Regions from separate parts of the Mus musculus genome. Here region 2 is linked to region 1. The links are chromatin contacts, called in public HiChIP or PLAC-seq maps. All regions are on one chromosome and are shown on one strand. Each heading gives the region's core, a stretch centred on a gene start, on an enhancer-like site or on the middle of the called end of the contact. The rest is flanking DNA. Distances are from core to core; before and after follow the strand shown. Region 1 overlaps Plcl2 (phospholipase C-like 2). Region 2 overlaps Tbc1d5 (TBC1 domain family, member 5).

Evidence for each region. HiChIP or PLAC-seq counts read pairs in DNA pulled down with a chosen protein or histone mark.
Region 2: a contact with region 1 is called in an H3K27ac HiChIP or PLAC-seq map of microglia, with 4 times the contacts expected there. The contact joins two enhancer-like sites. A contact is called at or near these places in 1 of 15 datasets of contacts at CTCF or cohesin (pro-B cells), 2 of 484 Hi-C or Micro-C datasets (granulosa cells and nephron progenitors) and 1 of 115 datasets of contacts at active chromatin or transcription factors (microglia).

Annotation. Positions count from the first base shown.
Region 1 is chr17:50,553,477-50,560,219 of GRCm38.p6, forward strand. The region is part of intron 1 of Plcl2 (phospholipase C-like 2); the gene reads left to right. Among named protein-coding and RNA genes, the nearest start is that of Plcl2, 47 kb to the left of the region's middle. Within about 2 kb of position 1,780, at least 9 of the 459 cell types and tissues checked have an H3K27ac peak or open chromatin away from gene starts, as enhancers often do. A contact at or near this core is called in microglia, where this site is marked.
Region 2 is chr17:50,761,609-50,767,637 of GRCm38.p6, forward strand. All of the region lies in intron 18 of Tbc1d5 (TBC1 domain family, member 5), which reads right to left. Among named protein-coding and RNA genes, the nearest start is that of Gm41598, 26 kb to the right of the region's middle. Within about 2 kb of position 2,008, at least 73 of the 459 cell types and tissues checked have an H3K27ac peak or open chromatin away from gene starts, as enhancers often do. A contact at or near this core is called in microglia, where this site is marked.

The DNA of each region.
Region 1 (6,743 bases), core at 530-3,029:
AAAAAACCAAAACCTCTTTTTGAGACAGCTAAATATGTGACCTCCAAAGGAAGTAGCCAGGCACAACAAGGCTCAATAGAACAGGGCGCTGATCTCTTATCCTCCTTGAAGGCATCAGCAGCACTTTGGACAAAGAAAACAACTTGTGGAGGCAACATTTTGTGTATTAAACCCTGACTTCCTTATAGCCACGTAAAAGTGAAAAGATACCGGCAAGAACTATAAACATCCTATAATATTCAAATGTTGAAACATTTTTTTCTAAGAATGAATTAAAAGACCATTAAGTGTAATTAAATATCTTAAGTGATTAAATAAGATCTCCTCCTTGCATCCCACCAACCAAGAGTGATGAAACTTAGGGATTCTAAGGTGGGATTCTTGGCCCTTTGTCTCCTGCTGGCAAGACAAGGCAGACCTCAGTGCATAACAGTTGCTTCCTATGCCCCAGTAACTGGAAATGGGACAGATGACCTGGCAGTGAGGAGTGGGCTGACAAGGGTCAGCCAGCTGAGAAGGGAATAGGGCAGAAGCCTGAAGACCAGGGGGCACAGGTGATGGCCTGCACTGACCAGCCTGTCTCTGTTTCCTCTTACAGCAGGTCTTTAACACAGTGCTTGGCCTCAGTACCTCATGTCAGTATCATTTCATATACAGGGATTCTGACCGATTGGACTCTGTGCTGCTATGATTGTTAGTGTCCTATCGTCTTGAACTGTTCAGTTTTCTTCATTCCCCTTTCTCTGTCTTCCACAGACTGGTCAGTGGACTTTGTCTCTGAAGTTTTCTGAGTCTTCTAATGGCCCAGATCTGCTTTTGAATCCTAGTGAGACCTTCCCTGTTGTGATTTTAAAATGCCAGAATTTTTTTGTTTGGTTCCTTTAAATCTTTTTTTTTTATTCATAGTCTTTAGTTGACGATACATTACTCTGGCTTAGAACTCACTATATAGTTCATGGTGGCCTATATTTGTGGTGATCCTTCGGTTTCGGCCTCCATCTTGCTGGGACTGTACTTATTGAGGGAGACTGCCCCACCCCCACACAGCGGGTGGTCCTTTGTGGACCCCAGGTTAGGCACAAACCACACCCAGACCCCTGTTTCCACAGAGAGATCTTCAAGTGGCTGCTTTCGACTCAGGGCCTTGCAGGTGTAATTATTAAGAAGAGAAAGGGGAGTGTGGGTTGGAACGGGCTCCAATGCAGAAGGGGGCTTTTGATTCCTTGACTTCAGTACTTTAATAGCTGGACCTTGGTAGCCTCAGGAGGAGGAAGTGGCCAAATAAGGGAATAGACCTTGGTGACTAGCTTTCTAAATGTAATCTTAACAGTATTTTTTAGCAAGGTCGAAAAATAGGGGAGAGGGGAAAGGTCTGGCAGAACCATGTTTGTCAGCCCAGGACTGACTGGCTGGAGTCTCTTTACATGGGAACTGCTATGCTCAGCTTACTTCCTTCTGTCCTATAACATTCATTCGTCTCAGCTCTTTTGAGCATATTTAAAAGAGTTGAAGGATCTGTTTACCAAGTCCTAAAGTGGGCTTTCTCAAATACACACACACACACACACACACACACACACACACACACACACACACACTTTTTTTTTAATCAGCTGCCTCTTTTACTGGATATGGCATGCAATTTAAAGCTTTAAATTTAAGTATTTTGATGTCGAAATTCTGTACATCAGATTTCTTCCACGCCTCAGGTATGTGGCTGCTTTTGTTTGGTGATTTTTGTTGTGCTAGTTCTTGTACTGTTTTCTGCCTATGGCTGTGGAATCTGTGGTCTGCAATTTCCTTCAAACACACAGCTCTCAGTCTTTGCATTTGGACTCTGTGTTGGATGCTATTTACTTCCTGTTTGTAAAGTGCCTCAAGGCGCATTAGAGGTAAGTTGAAGGTTTTCTGGAATCTCTACTGGGCCCATAGTCAGCCCCAGGGTGATAACTTCCTTACAACCTAAAGCCAAGTTATTTGTCTGTCAGGCAGGGGCATGGAAAATAGGTTTCCCCCAGCTGTTTACAGTGGTGGCACAGTGGGTACTTTGCCAGCATTGATTAATTGGAGGTAGTTTTTAGAAGTAACTTTATAATCATGAAAGCAAGGGTTTTTATTGACTAGTAGAATACACCTCTAAGGAAGAAATTCAGATTTTATTCAATTATATTTTATTTGCATGGGATTTACATTTATAGAATATGAGTTTTAAATTATTAAATATGAAACCTAGGTCAAGGTTAACAGATGGCCATGTTAGTTTCTCTAATCATTTTTGTACACATTCTTAACTGGTTTCAGTTGTAAATGGGAGCTTTATTGTTCGATTTCTTTATCACTCCTATTCAGTGTGTTTTTAAAATTGAGATACAATTGACAAGCTATAAAACTGACCCTTTAAAAGCACACAATTAATTATGCTTTTTATCATGTTCACAGTTGATAACCATTACCACTGTTGAATTCCAGAACATCATGTTCTGTAAAACAAACAACTCAATTGACCGTCTTCCTAGTCCCTGGCAACCACGAACACACTCTGTCTCTCTGAATTTGTCTTTTCTGCACATGTAAAATAAATGAGACTGACTTCTTTCATTTTTGCCCAGTGTTTTAATAATTTATCCTGTGTCAGTTTGCTTCTTTTTTTATAGTTGAATAACTATAGCCATTGTATGGGTATACCATCATTTATTCAGTTATTAGCCAAAGGACTTTCAGATTATCTCTATCTTTTGACTGTCATAAGCAAGGTTATTAATAACAGTACACAAATTTTTGTATGGACATATATTTTTATTTCACCATAATTCCTAGAAATCGTACTGACAGGTTATATGGTAGCTCTAATATTTTAAATATATACTGATTTTTTAAAATACATTTTTAGTTGAGATAGACATTTGTCACTTTCACCTACCCTTTCCTCCCCTCAGCTCCTGTAAGTTCCCTTCCCTCTACTCGCTCCTCTCCACCATCTCAAGTTGATAGACTCATTGCCTTTGATTATTATTTTTACATTCATATATATGTGTATGTATGCAAACATATATGAATGCCACCTGCTGAGTCCATTTTATTAGTTTCTGTGTATATAGTTTCAGAGCTGACTCCTCAGAATTGGATGACCAATCAGGGGCTCATTCCAGGGAGCGGCTAACTCTCCTCCTTCCACCAGCCTTTAGTTGCCTGTACCTTTGTGTCTAGGAGAAGGACCCCATGAGATTCTCCTGCTACCACCGAGGTATGTCTGTTGATTCAGGAAGACTGTTTCATAGCAGACATGTATTTTGGCTTTTACAGTCTTACTGATCCTCCCTCTGAGATATTCCTTAAGCCATAGATTCAGAAACTGTGATAATAGTTGTGTCTGTTGGTGCTTGGCGCCCCACAACCTGTTGACTTCTGCATTGTGTCCAGTGGTGCTTTGTGTGATGGTCTCCATCTGCTGTGAAGAGAGGCTTCCTTGATTAGCTACACTTACATCTGAGAATTAGTAGGGTTCCACTTTAATTCCTAGAAATGATATTGACAGGTTAGATAGTAGACCTGCCATGTTGTTCTTTAAAGCGGCAAACTTAGCTTTCATGGTGACTGTTTCAAATTAGTGAAGCCAGGGGTTCACTAACCCTTTATACATAAACACTAATAACACAATTTGCAAGGGAAATGTTGCATGAGAACAGTTGAAATTACTTTCTTTTGGAAACTCTCCAGGTCTCCTTTACCATCTTGCTTCTCAGAAGTCAGTCATTTGCTGAATCTTCACCTTAGCTCTGTTCCTTCTGTTTATTCAGCCTTAAAGTGCTCTGGATTTAACAAAACCGGCCCATTGTTCACAATTACGCTCTCTAGAACAGAAAGATACCAAGGGTTGCTTTGCTCCTTTTTAGTAGCATCACTTTGGGGAATAGCCACCTTTCTTGAAAACCCCTCGATTCATTTCTCTGTGACATAGGATTATTTGTACCTCCGTCTAGGTGTTTCTGAGGGTGTTATCATGGGGTCATGTCCTCGCTCTGGATATTATATTATTGCTGTATAGGGTATTGATAACAAATTGTTTTAAAGGATAAAATGCAATGTATTTTAACTAGCAATCAAAATTTTACTCTAAGAAATGAAACCATTTATAATAAAACTTTTTAAGGTGAAGGAAAGACAGGCATGCCTGAAAAAAAAAAGCAATTGGAATTCTAACAGAACCCACGTGTGTAAGGGTTTCACATTTATATGTGTCTGTGTTCCATGTGTGTTCCTGCAAAGGCCAGAAGAGGGTGTCAAATCTGCTGGAACGAGAGTTGCAGATGGTTGTAAGCTGCCATGTATACGCTGACGGTTGAATCTGGCTTCGGGAGGAGCAGCCAATGTTCTTGACGGCTGAAACATTGTTCCAGCCCTTGAAAATGCTCTTTCATAGCTTTTATTTATGTTTTATGTGTATTAAAATCAAAGAATTTTGTATTTTTCTTTCGTAACGCAAATTAAGTTTAAGCAGAGACCTTGTAAAAGGGTAAAGTAGACTGTCACACACAGTCATCCGTCCTGCTCGCGCTCAGGCTGTCTCCTCAGTCAGAACCGAGCAAACCTTGCCAGAATGTTTGGAAAACATTTTATTGCACAATATGGTGTCAACTGTCACATTTCCCTTTAATTTTGCTTATCTTTTTTATAAAAGTTATGGTCAAATAAAGTTAGTTTTTTTTTCTAGTAATATTTTTCATGAGCCAATGTTCCTAATACATTGCACATGAAATAGTGGCAACAAAATGCAAAAATTAAACACAAACACATGTACAAACAAATGAAGACAGAAATGGAAATAGCCAAAAAAGTTGCTTGAAAGTCTGATCCAGTACTTTCTGTTAGTTAAAAAGGAGCACGTGTTTGCACTCTGTTCTAAATAAGCTGTCCTGTTACCTCATCTGGAACATCTTTGCCGGGTTTCTAGCTTCAGAAGCGTTGGAGCTTGAGGTGTGGGATTGAGGGTAAGGATCACAGTTGGCCTGGTGTAAAGTTTACAACCTTTTGCTAGAAGGATCTAGCTCCACAAGTTCCTGAAGAATGGTGACTTTTATTGAACTTCCAGACATCCCGTGTTCCAGAATGAATCAGTTTCTGGATTTTTTTGGACTTCTTTTAAAATTTGGGGAATTGGAGCTTCCTTTGCACCAAGACATGTGAGCATCCCAGGGACAAACAGGCAAGGACAGAATCCTGCCAATGTCAGTGTTTAAGACTACACACAAGAGAAGTACTCGGCAAGGCAGAGAGGAGGGAGGCAAGCAAGGGAAGAAGCAAGCTGTAGCTGAGCCTGGGCTTCAGGACTGAGGTTTGAATACCACCTGCCGTTCTCCAGCCAGTGTGCGTCTGCACACAGCGTCAGCTTAAGAAACTTAGCTGACATCTCTGACATATAGAATACCATGTTGGCATGCGGGTGCTCAGTAGCTACTGAGTGCTGTTCTGACTGACAGATAGCGTAAGGACTCAGAAATACTCTTGGCATTTAGGATGTTGATAGAGATAGTGGATGGCTTTGGCAAAAATCACATTTCAGTAGAATAGTTTGAAGAGAGAGAGTAGAGGCTCTGAGTTAAAAGTTGTTGCTCTAGAAGGTGGAGTTTGAATGCGGGCGGGGTTGAAGGAAAAAGACTGGAGAAGCTTGGGACTGGCAGGGTGCTGTGGTGAAGGGAAGGGCAGATGGAGGAGGTGAAGCTGAGCGAAGAGAGGATGGCTAGGAAAATGAACTTAGAAAAGCAGATATGTGGACTTGGCACTTAGGGGCCTGCTCTGTACTTGGGCTTCCTCAGAGAGTGTAAAAACTACTGGTGTTGATTCTTGAAAATCAAGGTTGAGTAGAACACACACCTTTCCATAAAGACCTGAAGGATAGGAAGAGAGAGGACATCTGAGTCCATCTCCTGTGAGGACAGTCAAGAGTCAGTGTGCCTTCACAAAGTCATCTAACAACCTTGGAGTCACTCCGGAATACAGACTCACTTCGCAGTCATTCTTAGCTCTGATTAAAAGTTTTTAAAGGAGTTTGTAGCTCAGCCTAGCGTGCATATAACCCTGGACTCCATCCCCAATTACCACACATAAACCAAATATGGCGGCATATACCTTTAAATCCCTGCACTTGGGAGGTCGAGGCAGGGGATTCAGAAGCTTATAAGTCTGCCTCAGCTACATGAAGGCCAGCCCCTGCTACATGAGACTCTGTCTCAATAAGTAAAGAAAAAAAAAAAAGCAGTACTTGAACACCTCCTAAATCTATATGGCCGTTAGCTCTTTCCTAACTTCTCTGTGTATAGCTGTGTCTGTCTGCCATGACGCCCTCCTCTGCCGACCAGCTGAGCCACTGTGGAACTTGGTAAGAGGAGAATATCTGTACTTCTGGCATAGGTGTCTTGGGGTAAAACACTCCATGCATGGGTGAAGAGAAGCCACGGGTAACTGGTAAGTGCATTTTCACACTGTTTGGCCTGACAAGTCACCTGGGGTCTTTCAGCATTCTTTGCTGTCATTCTCCTTGGACTGTCCAAGGGGCAGCAGACTTTTCCCACAGGCCCTGAGGGACTTTTATGGGGCTGATGATACATTTCTCCTTTCAGATGGAGAAATATCACAGGACTTGACTACCACAGGAGAATTGTATGATTCTAGAATTGTATGATTCCCCCTTTCTTGTCAAAATCTGCCTGGTGTGTCTTCCAGAGCTCTTAAGAGTCCAGACGGTT
Region 2 (6,029 bases), core at 758-3,257, 210 kb after region 1:
TGCATGGAGATTCCTGCCAGGACATACACTCAATAAGTCAAGTCATATAGTTTTTCGGTTTTTAAAAACATAATTAAGTTAAAACAATGAAACTGGCTTAAAGAACAGAAATTTATGATTCACTGTCAGAAAATAGTAGTTTCTGGTTTCTAAACTTCATGTGGCAAAAGATCAATAAGGGACATCAGAATCCAGCATTGTCCTACGTTTAGAAGAGCAAATCCATATATAAGGCAAGAACTGGACACCCGAGGCTGGGCTACCTACAGACCACAGCAAACTGTATTTGGAAGCCTTATAGGTAAGAGTTAGAGGGCAGGGGATACTTTACTAGAAAAGAAAAAAAGCTAGCATCTAACTTTTTGGAGAGTGATATTAAATAAACTGGACAATGAGTGTCTTAGGGTTTTACTGCTGTGAACAGATAAAAAGGCAACTCTTACAAGGACAACAGTTAATTAGGGCTGGCTTGCAGGTTCAGAGGTTCAGTCCATTATCATCAAGGTGGGAGTGTGGCAGCATCCAGGCAGGCATGGTGCAGGAGGAGCTGAGAGTTCTACATCTTCATCTGAAGGCTGCTAGCAGAATACTGGCTTCCAGCAGCTAAGATCAGGGTCTTAAAGTCCACGCCCACAGTGACACCACACCTACTCCACCACGGAGAACACCTGCTAACAGTGCCACTCCATGGGCTGAGCGTATATAGACCCTCACAATGAGCTTTTCATGTATGGATCCATTTACTCTTCACAACAAACCTGTGTGGCAGATCCTCTCATTTACTGACAGATATTCCTGTCAGCCATATTCTCTGGGAGTATATGCTCCAGGTTAGGCAGCCAACCAAGAACCAGATCCCTTGGCTGCTCGCCCATGTCTTCCCTAGATGGACTCACATTCATGTTCTACGCTTTCCTAGCAAAGATTTAATGCACATTTACCAACTGTAATGGAGATACTAACTTCTAGTGGTTCACTAAACTATTTCCTTTCTAAAATGTTTAGAAATGGTTTATCATTGTAGTACATTTCAAATCCACTGCTTGTAAGGGTGAGGCAGGAAGATTGCTGGCAGTTGAAGATCAGCCTGCACTACATGGTGAGACCTTATTTAAAAGAAGAAAGGCATTTCTACAGGGGCATTAAGTTGGCTGAATATTATGCAATTTGGTTGTTTATAAAATACATCTTTCAGGTGTTAGTTATATACCTTCAGTACCTTTTTGATATTTTTTAAATAGTATAAGGTTTTATGATTTATTATTTACTTCCTTATCAACTTGATTAATAAATACATTCATTTACATTGTGTTAAGCCATGCAGAAAATACAATAACAGTTGAGATGTGGGCTCCTGGCCTCTATGAGTTTAGAGGAAGATACAGTCTGTACGTTCTTAAAGCCAAGAAAGGAGTAGGAAGCTCTGGAGAAGATGCAGGAGGATGCATGGAAATGAGAGCATGTTTTCTAGAATTCTGAAGGTACTGAAGGAGGAGGAATCAGAAGCAATGATAGAAAAGCATGTTCCAGGAAACAAGGATCCAGTCAACAAAGTTTTGTGTGTGTGTGTATGCAAGTGTCTGTGTGCATGTACAGGAGAGTGGCAGGTGAGCAAAGGAAAAACCAGTAATGAAGTCAAGTCAGAGAACTGAGAGGAGCAGGATCTTCAGATGGGCAGAAACCCCTCTCTCACATTCTTCCTTCCAGTAATGTGTGAGATGCTAGGGTCTGACACATAGTCTGCTGTTCCCACTGTCCCTAATGGAGACCATGTTTGAGGGTCACTTATGGACAAGAGTGACTGTCAGTTTTGCAGCAAAACAGGGCGAGAAGGGTCCTGGGGTGGGCTCTGCTCAGCTTCTAAGAGTGTCCTCAGATCACAAGATAAGCAGACATGGGAGCCAACACTGACAGCAGCAGCAGGAACCAGCCAAGAATAGCAGCTAGAGACAGGAAAGGCGCCCAGTCTTGCTTGAACAGATGGGTGAACAAGAAGTGGGAAGAACAGGAAACGGAAAGTCTTGATGAGAAGGAGGAAGGCTGCAGATGCTCTGAGGAAGCTGTGGTATACACAGGGTAAAACACACACACACTCGCGCACACACACTTGGTGTGAATGAAACCCAAGCCAGAGAAGCATATGGCAATAGCCCTGGAAGACAGCATCAGGAAAAATAGAACAAGAACACAATGACTACATATTACACTGCATTAAATGACAGGGTATGGGTGTGTGAAGCAGTTCAGCCGCTGTACTGGAGAACAAGCTGGAATATGAACGCTATAGCCCTAGCATTAGTGTATAAGAGGCCTGTCACATACAATAGTTAGGGCTTTAACGAGTCAGCAACTCTTTGAGCCCAAATATAAGATGGTAACACTATTTAGTATGGCCTGTAATTCTTAGGGGATTGGATTATTGGAGAGTCTTGATAAAGGACACAGTTTGGCCTAACAAGTGCTTTATAAATGTTACTTTTTTGTTGTTTTGTACTAGCAATGTACTCCTAGAACATTACCCCAGGGAACCATGTGCATACATAAAAGCAACTGAAGATATTAGTCAGGCATCCAAGGACAGCACATATACTCACGTGAACCCTGCATGTTTTTTAAAAATATTCTGTTGATGGACAATTCACAGACATACAACAGATGACTAACTGGAAAAATAAGATTGCAATGTATAAGTTTTTTTTTTTTTTTAAGTAGTCTTGACTTTGAAAAACATGGTGGGATTATACTTTTTTTTTTTCTGGATTTTCTACAAGGATATGGGGTTATATATTTACAAGAAAATAAGATTATTATGTGAACAACATACTAGGGAAGACATTTTTAAAAAGCAAAAGGGTTGGCTGGGGAAATGCCTCAAGCATAGAGACCCAGCTTTGGACCCCTGCATCAACTTCTCATCCAGCTGTAGCCATGTGTGATGCAATCCAGTGGTGACTATATGTGGACACTGATCTCTGGAGCTTGCTAGCCAACTAGTCTAGACAAACTGGTGTTTTGCTATGTATGTGCACACGTGTGCATGTGTGTGTGCATGCGTGTGTGCGTATGCGATTCTGTGCGTGCATGTACAGGAGAGTGGCAGGCGAGCAAAGGCGGAACAAATTATGAAGTCAACTCAGAGAACTTGGAGAAGCAGGTCCTTCAGATGGGCAAAAGGCCCTCCCTTCCATTCCTTTCTAGTCAAGAAGCTGTGGTTCAGCAAGAAACCCTGCCTCAAACAATAAGGTGAATGAGGTGGAGAGTGAGTGAGGAGGACACCTGACTTCAATCTCTAGCATCCCTAAGCATGTTACACATATGTACATACAAACATATAACCTTGTAGTGGTGAGTTTTATGCTACACCGGTTTGTGCTCCTGGTGGGTGGCATGCATGCATCCACTCAGGGGCTATCTGGATTTGCAAATGGAAAACACACACACACACACACACACACACACACACACACACACACACACACACACACACTAGCTAACTTTAAATGCTTTGGATACCTCAAAGGCTGGGTGGGTACTCCTAAACCTTCCACTGATACCCCAGGCCCAAACAGGGAAGTGGCCAGGAGCCACCCACCGTTCTCACAGGGCAGAGAGGCTTCATCTCCTGCGCCTGCGTCCCACCCTTCTACCCCGAGTCATTGGAATTCTATTCGTTCCTCTCTGCATCTACCTGCACAGCGCTCAGTGTCCCACCCCACGCCCAGCTATTGGGGACAAGGACCTTCAATGCAGATTCCCGATGGAATCACAGCTTCAGAACCAATCTCCAACACAACCTCCCCCAAATAAAACCGATTACCATGGGGAAAAAAGAGATGGAATGTTTGTAAAGACCAAAGTTGACTCCAAATCAATCCAAACAACATTCTCTAGACAAATATACCCTAAACAGCAATAAATAATATGAAATATAAGTGAATAACTTGTGAGAAAAGTAAATACCAAATAATTAAAATACTTTGTCTGTGAAACCTTAAATAGGATTTGAATGATAAAAGTCTTCCTGATCTATACTATCAAAGACTATCTGTAAAAGCTCTATAATTTCCCTTTATATAGGTAAAAACATATTGCATATTTCAGTAAGTTAGTTCTATTGAAATTCAGGAGGTATGAAAGTATTGTTATGGACTGACTGCCTGTCTTAAACATTGTATCTGGGGAAAATGTTCTCTTCTATAAGGGCCTGTATATAAAAGTTTAAATGTCTCTGTTAGAGCTATGGTCCCATCTTTTAGATCGTCATTTTTTTTTATAATCAGGAAACCTGAATAATCTTTTGTAACTGTAATACACTCCCTTTTCCACCAAGCCAATGAGCCCAGATGATACATTTTCCTTTTTGCCACATTTGTATGTGATCAGACCAGTGGATGAAATCATCCAGAGTTGTGGGAAATATTAAAAAAGTAGACCTGCCATCTCTCCTGCCGTGCCAGTCCACATTCAAGTTCTAGTACAGGAACTGGTGGGCCACCACCCAGCTACTCTCTCCCAGCTAGCGAGTTCATCTCGATTCCACACAGCACCCCACACACCCCATGATCAGCCATCTCAACACTGAATTAACCAGTAGAAACATGACTTTTTGTTGTTGTTGTTGTTGTTGAGACAGGGTTTCTCTGTATAGCCCTGGCTGTCCTGGAACTCACTTTGTAGACCAGGCTGGCCTTGAACTCAGAAATCTGCCTGCCTCTGCCCCCCCCCCCACCCCCCAGTGCTGGGATTAAAGGCGTGCACCAAAGCTTAATTACCCAATCAGATTTATATAACAATAAGATCACAATTTACAAGATGCCAATACAATAATTTCAGAGCCAATTGATAATGATAAAAGTTTTACCCCAATTATTCTAACCTTGTGAAAAATCTTAGCTACTTGTGGCTGTTTAAAACCACTCGGGATCAGGATCTTCTTCTTGCTCGTCTCCTCCATTTGGCTTTCTTAGCACCCCCCCTCCAATACCTCCCCTCCCCCATGCCCCCATCCCCACCCCTGCTTCTCCTCCTGTGAGGTCTCTGTCTCCCCTAATCCTAGCTCCACCTCCCTTTCTTTTCCTGTCCAATCACAGGCCTGCCACTGTCTAATGTAACTGGACAGGGAAACGACTGCAACTGCCCAGTCTGTGCCAGGGGCTTTCATTTAAGTTTTTCATGGAGCTGGGCAAGACCATCTGTGAGCTCTTCCTGGCACCAGAAGCAGGCACCCAACACAATGGCTGACCCAGACATAAAGACCTTGGCTAAGGTTGCTTTTGTTGTTTTTTTGTTTCACTGTATTAAAGATAATTGGCCATATGAGAATGAATTAAGACACTTATATCACCATTCTCTAAAGTAAATGACTCCCATAGAAGTCTGCATTGAATCCAAGTTGAGGATCAGAAATGGAATAAGAAACACCTTAAGTTACAAATGGTAATAGGAGCCAAGTATCAGAACCACTGTGATGTGTTTCTTGTTAATATAAATACGAACAGTTATGAAAATTTTGGGAAAAAATGAGAGGGAAAATTCTCTGAGTTATCCATATTTCCACCATGCTGATTATAGGAACCTTATCTCTCAGCAATATGTCAGACTGATTCCTGCTATACCAAGTACTTGAACAGCACACAAAACCTTTAAGAACACGAATTTATTCCTAATTTTTTGCTGAGTGCCAGCTATAACACCTGATTTAGAGAATACTCAGGGAAACCAGGCCTATGAGAGCTTCCAAATGAATTCAATGGCACTGCCACACATACTGCAGAGCCAGCAGCTATGAATCAAGCAGGATGCCCACCGCCTCCCGATGTTCACAGGCTTGAGGAGGGGCCTGCTTTCTGATGTAAGAGCTGAATGACTCTAGAAGCGATTAAGTAACGATCTGAGTATATGATGTACTTTAACTGAGACCTGAAAGAACTGTAAATTTGGTGGCCATGTGAATCATTTTGGTTAGAAAAGACAGGAAAGGAAAACAACAAAGATGTATAAGACAGCATGTTTTACTTAAGAGAACTTAA